Linked DNA regions of Macaca fascicularis: region 1 is linked to region 2. The links are chromatin contacts, called in public Hi-C maps. All regions are on one chromosome and are shown on one strand. The core of a region is the stretch at or near the end of the contact, and the rest is flanking DNA. Distances in the headings are between cores, read along the strand shown.

Region 1 (6,551 bases), core at 226-2,725, 370 kb after region 2:
CTACCAATCCAGTTGTAGGAAAGATAATATAATTAGTACCCTGTTCTTCCCACACTTAACCAGCTCATTCCAGTCTCAAGGGAGAGTTGTGGGCCTGTGTTCCCAACAAAAGCAGCCCCAGAGGCCGCCCTTAAAGAGCTGAAGTGTAAAAGTCCCAATTGAAGAGCGACTAAGCCTACGTGTATTAGGGAGACTAACGACCAGCCCAAAGTGATTTACCATAACACACACCAGCTCCTCCTCCCGATAAAAGTGCGAAACTCAAGCATTCAATTCAGTCTGGGCTGAGTCTGAGGCTGCCAACGGTGGCAGAGCTGAAGGCCGCGCGGCTGGGCTGGGCTTACCCCAGCCTGGGTGGCATATAGGGCGCAAGTCTGCCCCCATCGGCGGCCCGCCCTGCGCGACGGCGAGCCAGCCAGCCGGTCGCCCCCACGGCCAGCGGGGACCCCGCGGAGGCGAGCAGGACTTCCCCCCACGACTCGCGCCCGCGCCTCCCGCCACCTCGAGTCCAAGTTCGGGCCCGGGGCGGCGCCTGGACGCCCAGACTCGCCGAAGGGGGTGGGGCCTGCGCTGTGACGCGGTCGCGCTGGCCGTACACCCCGGATCCCTGGAATGTGCATTCGTTCCACGAGGCCCTAGTGCCAGCGGCGCCGAGGCACGTCTGCGCGGAGCGTGCGCACACGCGGCGGCGGCCGCCCACGGTCCCGAGTCCACGTCACGCGCCCGCCGCGCAGACCTACATAAGGCGGCCGGGGCAACTGGCGCGGCGAGGCCCTAGCTGAACAGGGCGGGCTGGACGGGGCTAAGAGCAGCACTTGGTGTTCGCGAGCTGCTAATCCGAACCGCGCTCCCTCCCCTCCAGAGGGCTCCGTGGAAAACGCGCGAGCCAGCTGGCGGCGTGTGCACGTGGTGCTGGGCTTGGGAACATCCAGATTCTCCCTAGTTAGTAAAAGGGGCAGGCGGCGGGTATGTCCTTCCCAAGACAAATGCAAATGCAAAGCACCAGTGACGGATTTCATGCTCTTGTGTCCGACATTGAGCTTTCAAGTATAACTCCTAAAAAACCAGAACTGTGAACCACGCTAGACCTAAAATCCCCATTCTCAGGAGACTGACGGAAACCAAGTGACAAAGTGGCCTTGCATAAAAGAAAAAGAAATGGCTTTTAGCACGATTTGGTCCAGAGGCACACCAGGGGAAAACATCCTGAGGGTGGTCGAGACAGCCGGGTGGGGCGTGAAGTGAGGGAAAGTGGAGGAAAAGCACACGACCACTTTGCGCCGTGTTCCGAGGGGACACCAGCGCTGCGCTGCCGCGCTGCCCCGCGAGCGGGCGGGCGCCACAGAGCCGGCTCTCCCGACAGCGCTCCTTCGGCGCGCAGGGGGGAGGGGAGCGCGCGCGCGGGAGGGCGGGCACGCGCCCGAGGGGAGGGGGCCCGCGCAGGCGCTGTGCGAGACTGTCGAAGAATCAAGTCTGTAGAAGTGGAGCGGCCGCGGCGGCAGCAGCAGCAGCGACGGTGGCGGCGGCAGAGCTGAGGCGGGCTGGCCGCTGACGCTGGCGCTGGAGAGCGGCGACGCCAGGAGCTGTGAGAGAGCGGCGGAGCGACCCGGGGCCTGCGCCGCACCCGAGCTCCACGCCGCCCAGCCGCCGCCGCCCCGGCGCGGCATGCCCCGCCGCTCGGGCTGAGCCTGCCCCGGCGGCCGCCCCCCGCCCCCTGCCCCCCCGGCCTCCCCGCCCCCCGCCCCGCACACTGTGCCGGCCGCCGCCGCGACCTGCTGCGCTCCCCCGCGCCCGCGCGGCCCGTCTTCGCCCCGGTCTGGAGGCCCGCCGCGGCTCCAGCCGAGCCCCCGCCGCCGCGCCCGCCGCACCGCCGCACCGCGCCGCCCGCCCGCGCCCGCGCCGGCCGGGGGGAACTGCTGCCGCGGCTGCAGCCCCTCGCCTCGCGCCCGCCGCCCCTCGTGCACCGGGGGCGCTGCGCGGGCGCCGAGCCTTCGCGGGCTTTGCCGCCGCCGCCGCCGCCTTTGCGGCCGCCGCCGCCGCTGGTGGGGGAGACGCGGGGTTGGGGGGGGAGGAGGGCGCGCGTGGTGCCGGTGGGGGGCGGCGGCGGCGCCCCCTCCTCCTCCTCCTCCGGCGCCGCGGGCTCCTCGGACATGGCCGCGGCGGTGGCGGTGGCGGCCGCGTCCCGGCGGCAGTCGTGCTACCTGTGTGATCTGCCCCGCATGCCCTGGGCCATGATCTGGGACTTCACCGAACCTGTGTGCCGCGGCTGCGTCAACTACGAGGGCGCCGACCGCGTCGAGTTCGTCATCGAGACAGCGCGGCAGCTCAAGCGGGCGCACGGCTGCTTCCCGGAGGGTCGCTCCCCGCCCGGCGCCGCGGCCCCGGCCGCCGCCAAGCCGCCGCCGCTCTCGGCCAAGGACATCCTCTTGCAGCAGCAGCAGCAGCTCGGCCACGGCGGCCCCGAGGCGGCCCCGCGCGCGCCGCAGGCCCTGGAGCGCTACCCCCTGGCGGCCGCGGCCGAGCGGCCCCCGCGCCTCGGCTCTGACTTCGGCGGCAGTCGTCCGGCCGCGAGCCTGGCCCAGCCGCCGACGCCGCAGCCGCCGCCCGTGAACGGCATCTTGGTGCCCAACGGCTTCTCCAAGCTAGAGGAGCCTCCCGAGTTGAATCGCCAGAGCCCGAACCCGCGGCGCGGCCACGCGGTGCCGCCCACCCTGGTGCCGCTCATGAACGGCTCGGCCACGCCGCTGCCCACCGCGCTCGGCCTCGGCGGCCGCGCTGCCGCCTCCTTAGCCGCGGTGTCCGGAACCGCGGCCGCCAGCCTGGGCTCCGCGCAGCCCACCGACCTGGGCGCCCACAAGCGGCCGGCATCCGTGTCGAGCAGCGCGGCCGTGGAGCACGAGCAGCGCGAGGCGGCAGCCAAGGAGAAGCAACCGCCGCCGCCTGCGCACCGGGGCCCGGCGGACAGCCTGTCCACCGCGGCCGGGGCCGCCGAGCTGAGCGCGGAAGGTGCGGGCAAGAGCCGCGGGTCTGGAGAGCAGGACTGGGTCAACAGGCCCAAGACCGTGCGCGACACGCTGCTGGCGCTGCACCAGCACGGCCACTCGGGGCCCTTCGAGAGCAAGTTTAAGAAGGAGCCGGCCCTGACTGCAGGCAGGTTGTTGGGTTTCGAGGCCAACGGGGCCAACGGGTCTAAAGCAGGTAGGGGCGGCTGTGAAGTGAGGGGTTCTAGGGGAGAAAAGGGGACGGAGAGCAGAGGAGGGGTGGTTCTTTCGATTCACCATTTTACCCCAGCTCAGAAACAACAAACACCCCACTTCCTGATCTGCCTGAGGCGGAACCAGTGCTTAGTGGCAACGTGTTCATGTGCTGAAGCAGCATAACAGAGATGAGTCAGACTGGGCTGATACGCTCTGACACGGGGTTTTCCTTTCCCAGCACATTCTTGGATGGGAGCATGAGGGCACTAGTCACCTTTTAACCTATTGGGGGACATTAGCAGTCACATGCCCAGTGCAAACTAGGGTACTTTTGTGCATGTGTAAAAACAGGCAGTTACAAGCCTGCCATTTTCAGTGGCTCCGTTTTATTTTCAGTCTACTGCCTCAGAACCCCACACGCCTAAATGTTTCAAGTTGCGTGTATGTGCACCTGAAACTCGTAGGAGGGTTTTCCGTCTGTGCTTTTAGAGAGGAGGAATTCTGTAACGAGTTTTGTTTCGGGTTAGGAAGGGAAGGATCCCTTTCAGTGCACCGCCATTTATGTTTCCTTTTTCCTTTTATTTCTTTGTGTTTCCAGTTGCAAGAACAGCAAGGAAAAGGAAGCCCTCTCCAGAACCAGAAGGTGAAGTCGGGCCCCCTAAGATCAATGGAGAGGCCCAGCCGTGGCTGTCCACATCCACAGAAGGGCTCAAGATCCCCATGACTCCTACATCCTCTTTTGTGTCTCCGCCACCACCCACTGCCTCACCTCATTCCAACCGGACCACACCGCCTGAAGCGGCCCAGAATGGCCAGTCCCCCATGGCAGCCCTGATCTTAGTAGCAGACAATGCAGGGGGCAGTCATGCCTCAAAAGATGCCAACCAGGTTCACTCCACTACCAGGAGGAATAGCAACAGTCCGCCCTCTCCGTCCTCTATGAACCAAAGAAGGCTGGGCCCCAGAGAGGTGGGGGGCCAGGGAGCAGGCAACACAGGAGGACTGGAGCCAGTGCACCCTGCCAGCCTCCCGGACTCCTCTCTGGCAGCCAGTGCCCCGCTGTGCTGCACCCTCTGCCACGAGCGGCTGGAGGACACCCATTTTGTGCAGTGCCCGTCCGTCCCTTCGCACAAGTTCTGCTTCCCTTGCTCCAGACAAAGCATCAAACAGCAGGGAGCTAGTGGAGAGGTCTATTGTCCCAGTGGGGAAAAATGCCCTCTTGTGGGCTCCAATGTCCCCTGGGCCTTTATGCAAGGGGAAATTGCAACCATCCTTGCTGGAGATGTGAAAGTGAAAAAAGAGAGAGACTCGTGACTTTCCGGTTTCAGAAAAACCCAATGATTACCCTTAATTAAAACTGCTTGAATTGTATATATATATCTCCATATATATATATATCCAAGACAAGGGAAATGTAGACTTCATAAACATGGCTGTATAATTTTGATTTTTTTTTGAATACATTGTGTTTCTATATTTTTTTTTGACGACAAAAGGTATGTACTTATAAAGGCATTTTTTTCTTTTGTTAACGTTATTAGCATATCTTTGTGCTTTATTATCCTGGTGACAGTTACCGTTCTATGTAGGCTGTGACTTGCGCTGCTTTTTTAGAGCACTTGGCAAATCAGAAATGCTTCTAGCTGTATTTGTATGCACTTATTTTAAAAAGAAAAAAAAAGCCAAATACATTTTCTGACATTGTAAGATTGCCTTACTGTCTGTCATTCCTTATTGCTGGCCCCTTTCTCAGGCCGGAGGCCAAGTGGTGGAGAAGGAAAGGAAATGAGTGAACGGGCATGTTGTCAAGTGGGCATGCCACTGGGAAATACCAGTTTACCCTGAAGCATTGTCCTCAGAGGAGTAGGAAAGTAGATTTTGAATCTCTGTTTTGTTCAAAAGTTCAGTTCCTGAGATAACTGATGACTGAGAGTGCTGCTGGGAAATTTTCAGGATTGTGTGGTCTTTTGGGGTTTTTTTTTTTTTTTTTTTTTTTTAAGACAAAGTTGACCGCTGTTCACTGTCCACGTGATCAGTTGTAAGATTACAATGCTGCATGCTAGTTGGTTACATAAGACACAATTCCAGTGATGGAAGGCGGTTATAATGGATGGTGGTGTGTACAAGATGGCACTGCCATCTTTGAGCAGCGCCCAGCTCTGCAGCGCCACTTCATCTTTTTAAACACCCTAGAGGTCTGTTTGTTGTTGCTGTTGTCCTTTATTTTGAAAGAGTTGCAAGAGAAGTTACAGTCCAGGTGAACTTGGAGATTGTGGGATTGGTTTTGTTTCTGTTTTGTTTATCATTTACCTGTAGTGCTATTGCTGTTGATACTATCACCTATACCCTGTTTCTAGTGAGTGCTGAATACAGTATGGTACAATGACAGTAACAGCCGCGTGGTGCTGCCAGGACTGCCCTTGGGCATATCAGTGACAGCCCAAATGTGGGTGGAGGAAACCTGTAATTTCCTTCTTACATGTGTTTGAAATACCAAGTGAATAATACTGTTCTGGAAAAAAATGATAAACTAGTGGAAATTAAAGAAATTAAGGGTTTTATATAATAGGCCCCACCTCTCAAAATATTTTTAGAAGTCTTTTTGTAAACTAATTTCTTTTGATCACTATTTTGCATCAGTAAAATGATTTTTTTAAAACCAATAAATCATCAATTATTAGAAATAGTTGTCTCACAGTGATACTGGTTTTTCTTTTGTGCTGTTATGATTTAACATTGACAGGAACACTTTTAAATCCTTATGTTCAGGTGTTTGTAACTTGGCCTTATAATTAGGCTGAATTATGGCTTCAAGGTCTAGAATTTATGTGTATGATTCACAGCCTAGCTTCTATTTTCATTTGAAAATACAGATTTTTACCAACTTTGGATTCTTTTTTAGCTATATGTTTGTCTTTCCTTTTTAAATTGTTCAAAATATTTTTTAATGGTCAAGTTACTAACACTTGAAAATCAGATACTGCACCAAATACAGTATTTTTTCATAGTGTTTTTAATGAGTGCATCTATTATTACTACTGTGCGAGAATTCATGTTACCAGTCATTGTTATATTACAAACAGACTTGCATGATTAACCAGTTACACTTTTTTTTTTCAAATTGGAGTATATATGACTCAGTTCAGACTGGTCTCTCTTATGTGAATGCACACATGCAGAAATGGAGAGTCAATTTTACATGCCCATAAAGACATTTGTAAAGAAATCAGCTATTATGATCTGTTGTATAAATGTGTATCTAGGCACTTTATTATAACTGGAATTTGACCTCATAGATGTTACAACTTCATCAGTCATTTGACCTAATTTGTGGTAGCTATCTGTATGTTTTGC
Region 2 (7,055 bases), core at 647-3,146:
GGGTCAAACCAAAGTTTCCTGCACTCTTAAAGATGAGAGAAGGTCCGTGGAGGCCACCAAGGACAGGCCCGTTGGCATCACTCTGGCAATCTGAGTCCCCTTAATGTCCTGGAAAACTGGAGTGTGCTTCCTCAAGAGCCCAGCGGTTGCCCAGTAAGGCTGGGGCCGGAAGCACAAAGGAACCACCCTTGAAGCCTAGGGATGCCAGTTCTTCCCTCCCCTCCCGCAGTTTCTGCGGGAAGGAAGGAGCAATGGGGAGGAGGCGGTTAGGCCAACTTTTGCTGCCTGGGATCAGAGCCATTCCACCCTTGGCCCCCTCAGGGTCTCTGCACAGTAAGTCAGCAGGAGAGCAATTGTCTCCTCTCAAGAGTGACCAAGGCAGGCAGAAACTACAGTGGAGGTCAGACTTAGGCAGGCAGGGCCACTAAAAGGCCCACTTTGCCAACTTGGAGTTACACATGGGTTGCTTTTGGTCGGAGACATCTGCCTCAAGTCTTCCTAAACCCTTCGGGTCCAGGATTTTCTTCTCTGGTGCCCCAAAGAGTTGGCATACCCTTAACCTAGTTCCTACTTCCTGGGGTTGCTATGAGAACCAGCTGAGATGACGTGTGTCAGACACTCACCGTGTCTAGCATGTGGCAAGTGTTCAAGCTTGTTACCGAGTGTCATTATCATCAGTCATCATGGCAGACTCCTGGTTTGGGTTTACACTTTAGAAGCCTGTTCTCTTCCAAACTGATCCAGCACCAACCCCATCCACCCCCGAGACAGTTTCAGCTCTTTTGTGCTTTGTTTTCTAAACCAATTCATTCCTGTAGTTCATTCACTTGCTCATTTGTTCATCTGCCCAATCCTTATTACATTGGTGTGAAAGTAATCACGGTTTTCACCATTACTTTTAGTGGCAAAAACCGCAATTACTTTTGCACAACTTAATAAATATGTGTGCTGTGCTCTTATCTGCTTGTGATGCTGCTATGTGCCCATCCCTCCCCCAATACACACACACACACACACACACACACACACACACACACACACACACACACACACACACACACACTCTTTTTCAGGTTCCAGGTCTAATTTCTGAGTAGATTCATGTGACCTTGCTCCATTTTCTCATGCATATATTTTTTCCATGGCAGATCTGCTTTTCACATGAACCTGGTGTCTGCAGCATTTAGAGCATTTAGAGGCTTTGGTTGACAAAGTGCTCTAAAATTTACACTTTAGAAATCTGTTCTCTTCCAAACGGATCCAGCAGCTCTACCCCCATCCACCCCTGAGAAAGTTTCAGCTCTTTTGTGCTTTGTTTTCTAAACCTATTTATTCCTGTAGTTCATTCACTTGCTCATTTGTTCATCTGCCCAATTCTTATTACATTGGTGTGAAAGTAATCGCGGTTTTCACCATTACTTTTAGTGGCAAAAACCGCAATTACTTTTGCACAACCTAATAAATATCTACTGTGTGCTGTGCTCTTACGTTATCTGCTTGTGACGCTGCTATGCACCCATCCCTCCCCCAATACACACACACACACACACACACACACACACACACACACACACACACACAGAGGTTCTTTTTCAGGTTCCAGGTCTCATTTCTGAGTAGATTCATGTGACCTTGCTCCATTTTCTCATGCATGTATTTTTTCCATGGCAGATCTGCTTTTCACATGAACCTGGTGTCTGCAGCATTTAGAGGCTTTGGTTTACAAAGTGCTCCCTGTTCCAAGGTCCTCTGATGCCCTTGCTGTCTAGATCAGGGAAGGGGTGAGGGGGAGCCAGTACACCCCACACGGAGAAAACCAGGCCTATGTGTACCCTGGGCCCCGCTCCTTTCTCCGCCTGCCTGAAACCACACTGGCAGTCAGCACGTCAGAACCTGCGAGGTCAGGACAGATTCTCGCTTTTGAAGAGCTGCCTGGGCAAAGAATGTCAGAGTCACATTACTCTACAGACCAAATGGCAATTCACAGCCACAAAGGGAGTGGCCCACTCCACCAATCCTCACCCTGTGGCTGTCGGGCCAGACCCCTAGGGTGTTCACGGCTGCCCCTGTTGAAACAGTGGGGCTGACAAAAGCAATTTGAAGGGAAACAAAAATACTGCAGGATCAAGTTACAAATGTTTGCCTAGACTTGGAATCCTTATTCTAGAAAGTTCTATGCTAACCCATGGGGGCAGCTGTTGCTACCTTTGATGAGTAGAGAAAAACAACTGTAGCGGAAGCGGGGTGAGGGGGAGCAGAGCCAGGAGAAATCCTGGCTCAGCAGCCCGGGATGGGTCCCACCAATACAGTAGCCAGGGAGGAGGGCGCATGCTCTCCAGGATCCGATTTCAGGCCAGCTGGAGCTAGGCTGTGTTCTTCCCCACAGGAAGAATGTTCCCTCAGACGGAGCTGCTAACCGGGCAGGATGGAGAGAGGACTGTACCGCCAGTGGTGGTGACTGCACTTCCCAGCAGCCTTTCCCCCTTCCTTCCCTGGGTAGCATGTATTTTTGTGTTGCCAATTTACCCACCTCCCACAATACCCTTCATTTTTTAAAATGTGGGAATTTTTCTGAGCCTGTGAGCTATGTTGCAAAACTATGAGCACTTTTCCACAGCTACCCTATGTCATCTGTCTCTTTGACATAAAGAGGGAAGGAGGAGGGTGGAGAGGGAAAAGGAGGGAGAGAGGGAAAGAAGCAGAAACACGAGAGAAACATTTTGCTGACGTCAAAGAAGACCACACTCTACAGGATAGCATTACTTGTACCTCAACCACCCACTCCCTCTAATTTACTAGAAACCAAACGGACTGTTTAGAAGCCCTCAGCCTGGCAGTCTGGGTTGGGTTTTTCTGGGGGGTGGGTTGGGGTGGGGGTTGTTTTGTTTTTTTGCTATTTTCCTTTGACCAAAACGGCCATTAATTGTTGGGAGTTTGAAAGCTACCTGATTCCATGAAACAGAGGGGATTTCCATGAGTAATAATTCAGACCGTGCTTGTGTAGGGCGCTGTGGCTCGAGAAAATTGATCCAGCTGCTTGCAAAGCTCATGGAAAAGGGCCCCGGGGAGAGGACGGCGGCGTCTGCAGCTGGGGCCGCTGCGGCCGCTGCTGGCGTTGTCACGTGGTCTCGCCGGCGTCCGCCCCGCTGGTCCGGGCTCGCCCCCGCGCCCTGCGCGCCCCCTGCGTCCCACTCCCAGCTCCAGGCGCCCTCGGTTCCCGCGCTGCCCGAACCTCTGGTTCTTCGAGAGGTTGTCGCCTTGCATGCCTGGCTGATTTCGCAGGCTGAAGGCGATTCTTTACACAAGTAGCAACCTCTTTTTGGGAAGTACAGGATTCTGCGTCTGGTTGGGGGCGGCCCTAAGCTGCCTCTCGAATGTTACATTTTGGTTCGCTGGCGTGTTTGTGCTTCCAGAAGCATCCCGCGGTTCCGTTGTCCGGACACACCAGGACCTATTTGCTAATAAACTCAAATCTGGCAACAGTCACCTGTAACCTGAGGCTACAGAAATACCGATTCCACTACCCAGATGGTAGAGTTCAATGTGTTTGCTGGCTAAGGCCGCACAAGTTAATTTTTATCCTAGTAAAAAATAATAAACACTGCATTAGCAACTAAATGTTTATCAGTTTGCAGTTCATTTCCAGCCAGATCATTTCGCTCCTGCATGTTTTTACTGCTAGCTGATGCACTGGAGTGCTTTTCCCCAAACCATATGTGGCTATTTAAGTCTTAGCCTCTGTAGCATTTATATGGTGCTTTTCACTTTAATTGGATAATATTATTTGGCTACTTCAGCCATGGCCTTCAAACATTGCATTTTAATGATAAAGAAACTGCAGTAAAGAAAGATTAAATGAGTTGCTGGGGAATCTTCCTGCACTTCAGGGGTGAGGCTAAGCAAGGAGCCACAAGTTTATATGCAGCACAGACCTGTATGGGCTGGACCACGTGGCTGAGCAGGGCCGAGTTTGTTGTGTTTCTTTTCCTCATCTTATGGGAAGATAATATTAGAGGAAGTGGCAGAGAAGAACTATCTAATGGAGTTAGCAACCCTGAATGGAAAAAAGAAGCGTGGATGTACATAAGCAATGGTAGCATGTTGAGAGTGTGATGGAAACTCAAGTACCTTCAGCTGCCCTACAGCTAAGCCCTTCTGCAAATGCTTTGGCTATTTTTGTTATCTTAGCGGCATTAGAGCCACCATTGGGTAGTGTCATCCACGGTTTATTACTAGACTTTCATAGCCAGAAACAGTGATTTGGCTAAGACAAAATGAAGCGATGGCTGTCCTGGGATCCTGCAGATGATAAACCCTCCCCGTCTCCCGGTATGAGTAGAAACCTTGATATTGCCGCTTGGTTTAGGGCAGATCTAAAGCTGCTACTTTGGGGAAGACGAGAGTAAAAGAGTCTTCAGGGCAGAAGGCAGAATAAGTCGGATCTACGTTCCAACTTTATTAGCTCTGTGGCAAAATAACTCTTTCTTGAAGTCTAAGTTTTTCTCCCTTGAAAAAGTGAGGGGATAGTAGGATGTCCCTCACAGGGCAGGTATGCACATCAGGGACATATATACTCAGGGCCTGGCATGGTGCCTGGCACCTGGTAGACACTGAAGAAGCACTGTTGCCAGGAAGAGTAGGCTTGGTGGATGCGGGCAGGTGATGGGTTGAAGATACCATGTATGCAAGCCCAAATATGAGGCAATGCCCCATTTCCCAATGGGTAGGTTACACACATTTTGTGTCCTTTTTTTTTTTGCCATCATATATATATATATATATATATATATATTTTTTTTTTTTTTTTTCTTTCAGACGGCGTCTCGCTCTGTCACCTAGGCTGGAGTGCAGTGGTGAGATCTCGGCTCACTGCAACCTCCACCTTTCTGGTTCAAGCAATTCTCCCTGCCTCAGCCTCCTGAGTAACTGGGATTACATCATGCCTGGCTAATTTTTCTATTTTTTAGTTGAGACAGAGTTTCGCTGTGTTGGCCAGGCTGGTCTTGAACTCCTGACCTCAGGTGATCTCCCCGCCTTGGCCTCCCAAAGAGCTGGGATTACAGGTGTGAGCCACCACGCCCGGCTTGAATTTTTTTTTTTCTTTGAGATGGAGTCTCACTCTGTTGCCCAGGCTGGAGTGCAGTGGTGTGATCTTGGCTCAGTGCAATCTCTGCCTCGCAGGTTCAAGCAATTCTCCTGCCTCAGCCTCCCGAGTAACTGGAATTACAGGCGTGTGGCACCATGCCTGGCTAATTTTTGTATTTTTAGTAGAGACAAAGTTTCACATGTTGGCCAGGCTGGTCTTGAACTCTTGACCTCGTGATCTGCCCACCTCAGCCTCCCTAAGTGCTGGGATTACAGACGTGAGCCACCATGCCCGGTGGCTTGAATATATACTTTTAATGATGCAAGTGAAATAGTTACATTTCTAGTTAAGAATTTAATTTATTGACTTAGTTACTTGTTTGTTTATTTATTTATTTATTTGTCTGAGACAGAATCTTGCTCTGTCACTGAAGCTGGAGTGCAGTGGTGCGATCTTGGCTCGTTGCAACCTCCATTTCCGGGTTCAAGTGATTCTCCTGCCTCAGCGCTGGGACTACAGGCACGTGCCACCATGCCTGACTAATTTTTGTATTTTTAGTAGAGACAGGTCACCATATTGGCCAGGCTGGTCTGGAACTCCTGACCTCAAGTGATTTGCCTTGCGTGGGTATCCCAAAGTGCTGGGATTACAGGAGTGAGCCACCACGGCTGGCCAGTTATATTTAGAATCACATGCATAAATATTCTTATTTAGGAATCTTGCCTTTTTCCTTTTTGTTACTCATTATTCAGACTCTTTGTTATCAGCTGTCTTTGTCATCACTTGTGCTCCCCATCTTTTTTTTTTTTTTTTTTGAAACAGAGTTTCGCTCTGTTGCCCTGGCTGGAGTGCAGTGGCACAACCTCGGCTCACTACAACTTCTGCCTCCCAGGTTCAAGTGATTCTCCTGCCTCAGCCTCCCAAGTAGCTGGGATTACGGGCATGCGCCACCACACCCAGCTTATTTTTGTATTTTTAGTGGAGACAGGGTTTCACCGGGTTGGCCAGGCTGAGTCTTCAGCTCCTGCTCTCAGGCGATCTGCCTGCCACGGTCTCCTAAAGTGCTGGAATTACAGGTGTGAGCCACCATGCCCGGCCTTGTGTCCCTTTTTGAATGATCTGACTCAGTCTTCCAGAACACTTCATCTTGCTTCTGTCCAACTGCCTTTGAGATTTAGGACTTTCTGAGGCTGTATGCTGTGCTCACTGGAAATGTTCTCTCAAGCCTTCATGGCCATGTGCTATTTGCCATCTCCGCAAAACCGACTTCTTTTATTGCTTTTAAAAGGGATCTTCATGGGTCTATGCAAGGAAATGTTCATGCATTTTAGAGATGCATACTAAAGTAGGAAGGAGTGAAATGGTATGAGGCCTGCAATGCTCTTTAAAAGATTTTGGCAAAGAGAAAAAAAAGTAAAACACAATAAATGAAGCAAATGTCAAAAAATCTGGGTATTGTGCACATGTACCCTAGAACTTGAAGTATAATAATAATAATAAAAAAAGATAAAAAACAAAAAAACAAACAAAAAGAACATTCAATGATATTGCCTGTAGTCTGCCCTTTCTTAAAAAAAAAAAAATCTGGGTAATTGTTAATCTCCATAATTATATGGAGAGTCACTGTGCTATATGCTCTTTTTGTCATAATAAAATTTTAAAATATAAAAATAAAAATTGTCATGATAAAATTTAAAATGGGCCGGGCCTGGTGACTCACGCCTGTAATCCCAGCACTTTGGGAGGCTGAGGCAGGTGGATCACTTGAGGTCAGGAGTTCGAGACCATCCTGGCCAACATGGTGAAACCCTGTCTCTACTGAAAATACAAACATTAGCCACTTGTGGTGGTAGGCGCGTGTAATCCCAGCTACTCGGGAGGCTGAGGCAGGAGAATTGCTTGAAACCAGGAGATGATGGAGGTTGCAGTGAGCTGAGGTTGTGCCACTGCACTCCAGCCTAGACGACAA

The links. A called contact is a pair of places that touch in the nucleus more often than the background predicts.
Region 1: a contact with region 2 is called in a Hi-C map of liver, with 4 times the contacts expected there. The contact joins the promoter of IRF2BP2 here to the enhancer-like site in region 2. A contact is called at or near these places in 2 of 2 Hi-C or Micro-C datasets (liver and skeletal muscle).

What each region holds. Positions count from the first base shown.
Region 1 is chr1:14,523,720-14,530,270 of T2T-MFA8v1.1, forward strand. It overlaps IRF2BP2 (interferon regulatory factor 2 binding protein 2), which reads left to right and starts at 1,476. Exons shown (of 2, transcript XM_005539751.5): 1 at 1,476-3,198; 2 at 3,796-6,551. The coding sequence starts at 2,151. The coding sequence ends at 4,511. LOC141407064 reads right to left here and starts at 2,683. Exons shown (of 9, transcript XM_073994398.1): 1 at 1-2,683. The coding sequence starts at 2,152. The coding sequence ends at 1,166.
Region 2 is chr1:14,152,440-14,159,494 of T2T-MFA8v1.1, forward strand. No RefSeq gene overlaps it. Among named protein-coding and RNA genes, the nearest start is that of TOMM20, 160 kb to the left of the region's middle. Within about 2 kb of position 1,897, at least 5 of the 6 cell types and tissues checked have an H3K27ac peak or open chromatin away from gene starts, as enhancers often do. A contact at or near this core is called in liver, where this site is marked.